2 separate regions of the Mus musculus genome follow, and region 1 is linked to region 2. Evidence: chromatin contacts called from public ChIA-PET data. All regions are on one chromosome and are shown on one strand. The core of a region is the stretch at or near the end of the contact, and the rest is flanking DNA. Distances in the headings are between cores, read along the strand shown. Region 1 holds the start of Clpb (ClpB caseinolytic peptidase B). Region 2 holds the start of Art2b (ADP-ribosyltransferase 2b).

Region 1 (4,196 bases), core at 535-3,034, 83 kb before region 2:
AATACTAACAGAGGTAAGATGGAGGTCCTGCCCTCGTGGGTTACACAGGCCCCCACCCTCTTTATGTTTCCTATGCTATCCTTCAGAAACCAAGCTCAAGCCCCACATCTTGCAAGGACTTCCAGTCCTCCAGGAAGGCTATCCTGACCCCAGTAGCTCTCTGATCCTCTGTAATACTCACTAGCCCTGCATGACCGGCTGCTGCACCCTCTCCCCTTAGCTGGCTAGGTTTTAAGTTGGGATTTTCTGAACACCTAGGTCCAAGCTAAGCACAGTGCCACCTTCATGTTTGCACAAGCGGAAACCATACAATTCCCGCATGCTTAAACTAGAAAGGCCCTACCTACTTCAACGCCCTCTTCAATAGAAAGGAAACGCAGGGCAGCAAAGAAGGATTAAGAGTCCAGATTTACAAAGACAGTACAAGATCCTCCGTGTCCTTGTTCCTCATCCAGAAGTCCTTTCTTTCCAAGCGGCCCCATCTTATTAAACAAACAAGGGAAGGTCAAGGCGGTCTCCAATCTTGTTCAACAATCTCAGAGTCTGGGGTGCATGGGACAGGCAGGCACTGACAACTGAAAACCTGAGAGGTTGGGCTCAGCCAGGCCACCCTTGCAGCTCCTGCTCAACTCTAAGCAACTGAGGTAAGAAGCCAATCTGAGTTAGCTACCTCCACCTCCTCCCTCCCTCCCCCACTGCTGTAAGTCTCCAGAGAGCAACTTTCAGCCAACTCCCTGTCCCCCAAGGCTTCACACACACACCCTCCACAGTATCCAGCTCATCTTAAACATGACACTAAGCAAAACTCTAAGCAACTAAACAGACTCTGAACTCCAGGAAAGGTCAAAATATTAGAGCACTGAGAGCTTGCCTTCATTAGACAGTGGGGAAACTAAGATTAGAGAGGAACATGGGGTCAGGCTAGCACCAGAACCAAGTGTCCTCCTTCCTTGGACCTATGTACGCAGAAAAACATGTAGAGGCGGTCCCTAAAGCTGTTGAGGCTTCCTGGAGACCTCTTGAAAGACTAATGGACAAGATATAATATTGGTACATAAAAGGACCGGGCTGTAATTAGTCAGTCCAATGTCCCCAATTATACTTGTATACAAACTGATCCCAAAGAGGGTGCTAGACCTACGATGGGAAATGATGTAACTTCAGTGAGTTTTCCATCTGCTGCTCCTGGCAGCAGAAGGTAACTGGGTTTCTTCAAGGTAAGGTTATGCGGGTTTAAATTTACAAATACCTTCAACCTTCCAAAGGAGTCATGACCCACCCACCCACCTCTCCCTTGAACCCAGTTTGACCCCATAATCACCCTTGTTGGATGGATTCTTGCTGTAGCACTGAACCACCAGCGCCATGGCCAAGGCCCACATGCCCAGACCCGTCTTGTTGGGGACCCCATTCCAGCTGTCTTGTCCCGGGAGTGTTTCTTCGGGGCTAGGACCGCGTTCCGACGAGGCGGCAGTCAGGTATGGGATCTCGGTGCGTTCTCCACGGCGCCCCCAGGTGGCTGCCCCCCGTCCGGGGACGAAGGTAGAAGATGCTCCAGGGCGCACCCAAGCGGCAGCTCTCAACCGCTGCGGCTCCCCGCGGTCTCCGGTGACAACGCCACGGCCGTAAGCACCTCCCCGGCTTTGGAGAGATGGAGATTTGATTAACCCTAGGAAGAGCCGAGGCGCTGGCGTGGTTCTCCTCAACACCGCGGACAACATCATGACACCTGCTTCTAAAACCCGCTGGTGCCGGCCCCTGTGCTAGCCACGATCAACATGGCTGCCGCGGCGCGTTCGAAGACGCCGCTTATAAGGTGGGACTGCGCACTACCTCACGGGAGTGGTAGTCCACAGCCCCAGATCTTTCTCTAGCTGGAGACTAAACAAACTACATTTCCCCGAGGGCTGTGGAATGACATCACAATGACCGCTGACAGCGGAGCTGGAAGAATGTTGGGAAATGCAGTTCGGGCAGAGGGGCGTGGCAAAAAGGAAAACTCTGGTGGGGCGTGGCAATTAGGATTCAAGATTCCAGAGCCCCGTATTTGTATTAACACAGAACTTTAAGCCCTGCCTTTGGAAGGTGGGAACCTGAAAGAACGGGAATTCAAGGTCTGGGTCAAAATCACATTCTTGGTCTAGGTCAGCCCCAACTGTGTAAGATATCAAATATCAAATCAAAATATCGAAAATCAAAATACAGGAATCCTAGAACAACTTCCCTAGTGTTTAAATAAAATTGCATTTTCGATGAAGACCTGTTAAGTAACTTGTACCCCTCCCCACTTTTATTCTGAGTTGCTATTGCTTTTCAAAAAGATGTTGAGTGTTGGGAAAGGTGGTGTGTGTCCTTAATCCCAGCATTCCAGGCAAAGGCAAGCAGATCTCTCTGAATTTGAGAAAGTCTAGTTTGCATAGTGAGTTTCAAGATAGTCAGGGTTATGAGCCAGAGAGACTCTGTCTCAAAAGACTTTAAGACTGTGTGTGTGTGTGTGTGTGTGTGTGTTTAAAGATGTGTGTGTGTGTGTGTGTGTGTGTGTGAGTGTGTGTGTGTGAGATCCTTAGGTTTGGCAGCAAGTGTCTTTTATAGTTGAGCCATCTTGTTTGTTACATAATAGTGAATCTATGAATTGTGTTTCAGTTGATTCCTTCTGTAGTTAGCTGACAATTAGCTACTCATATATCTGTGTCTGGCCCCTTGTGTCTCACAGAATTACAAAACTGGGTTTGGGATTGTCTGGGGTGTTGTTTTACCCTGGCTCAAAGCTGTACCTTCCATAGAGTTGCTCCTGATCTAGAGGATACAGAGAAAGCCTTGTAGGCGGAATGCTTCCTGCTCTTGCATTAGAGCCTCTTGAGCTAGATCGAGGGAACAGTTTGTCTGGGCTGCCAGGGCTTCTGACAGGCCCAGGTACTTTGCTGGTTGGTATCCAGTGGTGCCTAGCTGGCTTGTTTGAATTGTTAAAGCAGGTTTTGGGGCTTTCCATTAGCCTGTTGGCTGAGAATAGGTCTTAAGCCTTGGTTTGCATCTGTCCCACTCAAGTCTCATGCCTGCGTTTACCTGTACATGGAGCACTCTAGCTAACATCCATTTTCCTAAGAAAGGTCAGTACATGACACTTGCCCTATTCTTTGCTTTTTCCTTCTCCACTTCTGGAACTCTTCATAGGAAGTGGATTAGTCTGCATTAAAACTTGTGGGTGTTGGAGCTGGAGAAATGTCTCAGAGGTTAAGAGCACTGGCTGCTCTTCAAGAGGCCCCAGTTCAATTTCCAGCAACCACATGGTGGCTAACAACCATCTATAATGAGATCTGGTGCCCTCTACTGGCCTTCAGGCATACATGCAGGCAGAACACTGTACACATAATGCATAAATAAATCTAAAAAAATACTAAACCAGGCAATGGTGGCAGCACTTGGGAGGCAGAGTCAGGCAGATTTCTGATTTCGAGGCCAGTCTGGTCTCCAGAGTGAGTTCCAGGACAGCCAGGGATACACAGGGGAACCCTGTCTTGAAAAACAAAAGCAAAAACAAAAAAACACAAAACAAAACAAAAAAACCCAAACACACAAACAAACAAACTTAAAAAAAAAAAACCTTGCAGGTGTTTCTTTTCAATTTGCCACTTTGACATTACCTCTACTTCTATGGAATCTCTGACAGTATTTAGGAAGGATTTCTCATGCCCAGATCATGAAGCAATCACACACTCATGCATGACTTTACATTTTATTTCTGGTTATTGATCTCTTTTGAATTTACCCAATTGCACCAAGGACCCTCAGCAAAGCCTGTGTTGCTCTGGATGGAAATGCTATATTATTTAAACTCCTTTCATGATGTGGGTGTGTAGATGACCTTCTAGCCTCTTCCATATTTGGTTTCCTTTTGTAATAGTGTTACACTGTTAGGAATAGGTGGGCATTTGTACAAAAGATGAGGAAGTGTGTGTGTGTGTGTGTGTTATACATGTCTATATTTGCTCTGTGTGTATGGAGGAGCCCAAGGAGGCCAAAACAGGCTCTGGGATCTCCTGTAGCAGAGTTTCAGGAGGCTGTAAGCTACCATTTGGGTGCTGGGAACCAAATCATGCCTGGTCCTTTGTAAGAACAGAACATGTTCTTATACACTGAGTCATTTTTTTAGGCCCATTTATTTGTTTGTCTGTTTTTTTTTTTTGTTTTGTTTTTTT
Region 2 (4,306 bases), core at 1,702-4,201:
CACAGACATAAGAGCAGGTAAAACACCAATGCACATGAAATAAAAATAAATTTAGGCAAGCAAACTGTCAGAAATTAGCAGGAAGCCCAGAATAATAACCAAATGCACAGCTTTGAGACTGGGGTTCAGGGATCTCTGTTGATGACAAGTTTCCAGAGAACTTTCTATACAACCAAACTTTAGGAACCATTGTGAGGAAGTAGTGGGATCCTAAAGGCTCCGGTCTGTACACAAGGCCAGAGGAAATTGCCTGTGTTTCTATTGCTGTCCTTTGTTTTCTAGTACCTCTTATTGTTTTTAGAGTCTCATTACATCCTGCAATGACCTGGGACTTGGGATGTCCCTGCTTCTACCTCCCAGTGATTACAGGTGTGTTTGGCCATGCCTGGTTTACACAGAAGGACTTTAAGAATTTAGAGAGGATAGCATGAGTCTTCAGACTCCTTAAAGAAGAACACGTGAGGTTTCACAACTTTGCTGAAGAAATTGATAGGAGGATATTGAAATTAATGAAAATAGTTGTCTCTATATAAAGAGATGTTGGATCAACACAAATGTTCATTATCTTAATGCCATAGTTAAAAAATTACATGTCAAATAAGAATATTGGGAGAAATATAGGTAGGAAATGATGAAATAATTAAATTAATAGTTATTTAGGATTGTATGTCAGATATCAATTTGTATTGTATTAAATATTTGTGTGTGTGTGTGTGTGTGTGTGTGTGTATGTGTGTTTGTTTGTTTTAAGAGAGAGTTTCACTATGTAGAGTAGTCCTGTTTGTCCCAGAGCTTGCTCTGTAGATCAGGCCAGCCTGGAACTAATAGAGATCCATCTGCCTCTTCCTCCTGAATGCTGAGGTAAAGGTGTGTACCATCCAAGATGACATGCTTTTCATGTTTTGAGACAAGGGCCTCATGATGTCCTGATACTTATAGTCAAGGGTGACCTGAAAGTCTGATGGTCCTGTCTTCCCTCTGAGGAGCTGGAATTACAGCTTGTGCCACCACCGCTAGTAATTAGGCTGTGGTGAGATTCATTTCAGGAACTCCTGGGTACCAGGTTGCCCCTTTACCAAGTGAGATGCATCCTCAGCTTATAATTTAAATATTATAAATGAAAGCTTTTACATTTATATATGTGCTGGGTGCCACTACTCTAGGATGTGCAATCTATCCTGACAGGAAGTTGAAGTAAAACTATCTGATGTCCTTGAGAGTAGTAACTGTGTGCAAACAAAGGCGACACTGTGCTCAGCTCTTACTTAGCTGACTATAGTTCTTTTACAGTATTTAATAATTGCTTAAAGTTCAGGGTGTAGAGAAGTGGGAACCTTCACTGCAGTGCAGAACTCCTCAGTCTGTTGGCTCTGCGGTGGTCCCTAAAAACTCAGGCAGGAGAAGGCAAGCTGAGGAGGAGCCAGGAGTGCAGCCTCCCCAAGAACAACTTGTTAGCCACATGGTGCAGCTCCTCTCTGCCATTCTCAGGATGTGGGGAACTCTCACAGATTGTCTTGTCAGATTCAGTAGAAATTCTGTGGAAAGTAACACAACAGGCTTAGGTAATTATGGAGTGGAGTTTTTGTGGTTTCCCAAAAGACAGAAGATAGGAAGGAATAAAGGGTCACAGTGAGTGACCACTCTTCCTTACTCCTGCAACTCAGGGGACACTTTAAATCTCCACCCTCAAGAAGCAGTGAAAACAATAAACATCCATAACTCTAAAGAAGGCAGGCCGTGTTGGTCTATTACCTTTCTTTCTCCTTTTCTTTATGTGTGTACATGACACCTACTCATGCGTGTGCTTGCATGTGTGGGGACATGGATGTGCTTGCATGTGCTTGCATGTGTGGGGACATGCATGTGGAAGCAGAGGACAACCTCTGCTCTATTCACTCAGGCACTGTCCACCAGTTTTGTAAAGACAGGGTTTCCCACGGGCCTGAGACACATCGAGTAGGCTGTTCTGTCTAGTGAAGTTCGGGGGATCACACAAATCCATTTCTTTCCAACTCCCAGTGCTGGAATTACAAGTGCATTCTCCGTACCCTGATTTTCTCCTTAGGGCTCTGGGAATCAAACTCGGGTCTATGTTTGCAAGGCAAATATGGTACACACTGAGCTATCTCCTCAGTTTGTGTTTTCTATTATTTTCACAAAATTCTTAATGCTGTAAAGTTTACAATCAATGTGTCCACTTAGTTCACAGTCTAACTACCATGGCAGTGCTGGCTGGTTAGGGTTTTCCTGGCAGAGTCACAATGTGGCAGAGAAGCCACTGCCATGTGCAGAAGGGAGTACATGCAAGAGAGGAAACCAGACAGGCAGAGGCTGGACTTGCTCTTGCAAAAACTGAGTAGGATCCCACAAGACTCAATCGATCTCTTCTGATGGTGATGCCCTCCAGGACCTGGTCCCTTCCCAATAGACCTCACCTCTTAAAGGTTTCATTACCTTCATATGGGCACACTGGCTCATTGGAGGACAGCCATAGCCAATATAGAACATAGTGAGTACTGATACAATTAAGAGACTTCATTCAGAGGTATCAAGTTGACTGAGAGCCCCAAGGTAATCCAACACAGACAACAGTTTACATATCTGGGCAAAGAAAAACACCACAGCCTATCAGCGATCTGCAAACATATGTCTTGTCCGTTTTCCTCAGGACATCTGTGCATCTCTGAGTACTAACAAGATTAATTAATCATAGCTCCTTACTAGATAGATAGAGAAGATATTGATGACCACATCACTGGTAAGGGACCCAAGCAGATTGGTTCACAGAGTCCTGATATGCCATTCTGGGAGTAGTGTGAGCAGGAGCCTGGATGCGACATAGACACTGAGTCATTACCCCAGAGCTGCTCCATCAACAGAATGTTAATCGACTGTGTGCACACCTCTTTCATTGTCTTATATTTGCTTGCAGCTGTTTTTTAACTTGACGATGACATCAAAAATTTTCAAGTTCTTCCTAACTTGGTGGCTAACCCAGCAGGTAATATTCTCAACCCACATCCTGTTGACCTCTCTTTCCCCTGCCCACCTCTTTGCAATATGACAGTTCCCACAGTTGAGTCTGTGGTAGCGGATGTTGGAGAGCATGAACCTTTGAAGAGGTAATATAGAGATAATATCACAGAGCTGTGTGTGTGTGGGGGGGGTGAATATGAGCAATCTGCAATGATATATGAATATGCAAAGGTCATGATGAGGCCTCTTGTTTTGTGTGCTCACTAAAGAACTAATTGAGTAAACAAGGAAGTATAGTATCTGCAAACACACAGGAGTCAGAGATCTCAGCCTTGCCTTTCTCCCTTCTGAGGATGGAATGAGATTGTGTCCATGCCTGAGCCATGTGTGAGGTGGGTGTATGTGACATCTCATGCTGCAGGCTCCACAGCATCCAGCACATGCTGGGAACTTAGCAAACTTAGTGGTAACAGAGGGCCCTGCTTTTTTCTTTCAGGTGACTGGCCTTGCAGTGCCTTTCATGCTAGACATGGCTCCTAATGCATTTGATGATCAGTATGAGAGCTGTGTCGAAGACATGGAGAAAAAGGCACCCCAGCTGTTACAAGAAGACTTCAACATGAATGAGGAATTAAAACTTGAGTGGGAAAAAGCAGAGATAAATTGGAAAGAGATCAAAAACAGTACGAGTTATCCGGCAGGTTTCCATGATTTCCATGGGACAGCTTTAGTTGCCTACACTGGGAACCTCGCTATAGATTTTAACAGAGCTGTTAGAGACTTCAAGAAAAGTCCGGATAACTTCCACTACAAGGCCTTCCATTACTACTTAACAAGAGCTGTTCAGCTTTTGAATGACCAGGGTTGTAGTTTAGTTTACCGAGGTACTAAAGTCATGTTTGAATACACTGGGAAGGGCTCTGTGCGATTTGGGCAGTTCAGTTCTTCATCTTTAACAAAGAGAGTAGCTCTTTCTTCAAATTTTTTCAGTAATCATGGGACACTATTTATCATCAGAACCTGCTTGGGGGTTAATATCAAAGAATTCTCCTCATTCCCTCGTGAAGAGGAGGTGTTAATTCCAGGCTATGAAGTATATCACAAAGTCACAGCACAAAATGATAATGGGTATAATGAAATATTTCTGGACTCCCCAGAAAGGAAGAAGAGCAACTTCAATTGCTTCTATAATGGTTCTGCTCAAACAGTCAACATTGATTTCAGTATATCAGGTGAGTCTGTCTGTGTTAGAGATGGAGCTGGCAGGGGACCTCATGAAATGGAAGAGGAGGTGCTCCCTACTTGAAGCAATATGATAGACAGTGCACAT

The links. ChIA-PET counts read pairs in DNA pulled down with a chosen protein or histone mark.
Region 1: an RNA polymerase II ChIA-PET map of effector CD8 T cells shows a contact between it and region 2, with 11 read pairs. The contact joins the promoter of Clpb here to the promoter of Art2b in region 2.

Annotation. Positions count from the first base shown.
Region 1 is chr7:101,661,339-101,665,534 of GRCm38.p6, reverse strand. It overlaps Clpb (ClpB caseinolytic peptidase B), which reads right to left and starts at 1,784. Exons shown (of 16, transcript NM_009191.4): 1 at 1,322-1,784. The coding sequence starts at 1,724.
Region 2 is chr7:101,579,806-101,584,111 of GRCm38.p6, reverse strand. Art2b (ADP-ribosyltransferase 2b) reads left to right here and starts at 2,951. Exons shown (of 3, transcript NM_019915.3): 1 at 2,951-3,001; 2 at 3,473-4,208. The coding sequence starts at 2,951. It overlaps Gm45995 (a long non-coding RNA gene), which reads right to left and starts at 3,191. Exons shown (of 2, transcript XR_001778239.2): 1 at 2,455-3,191; 2 at 1,283-1,535.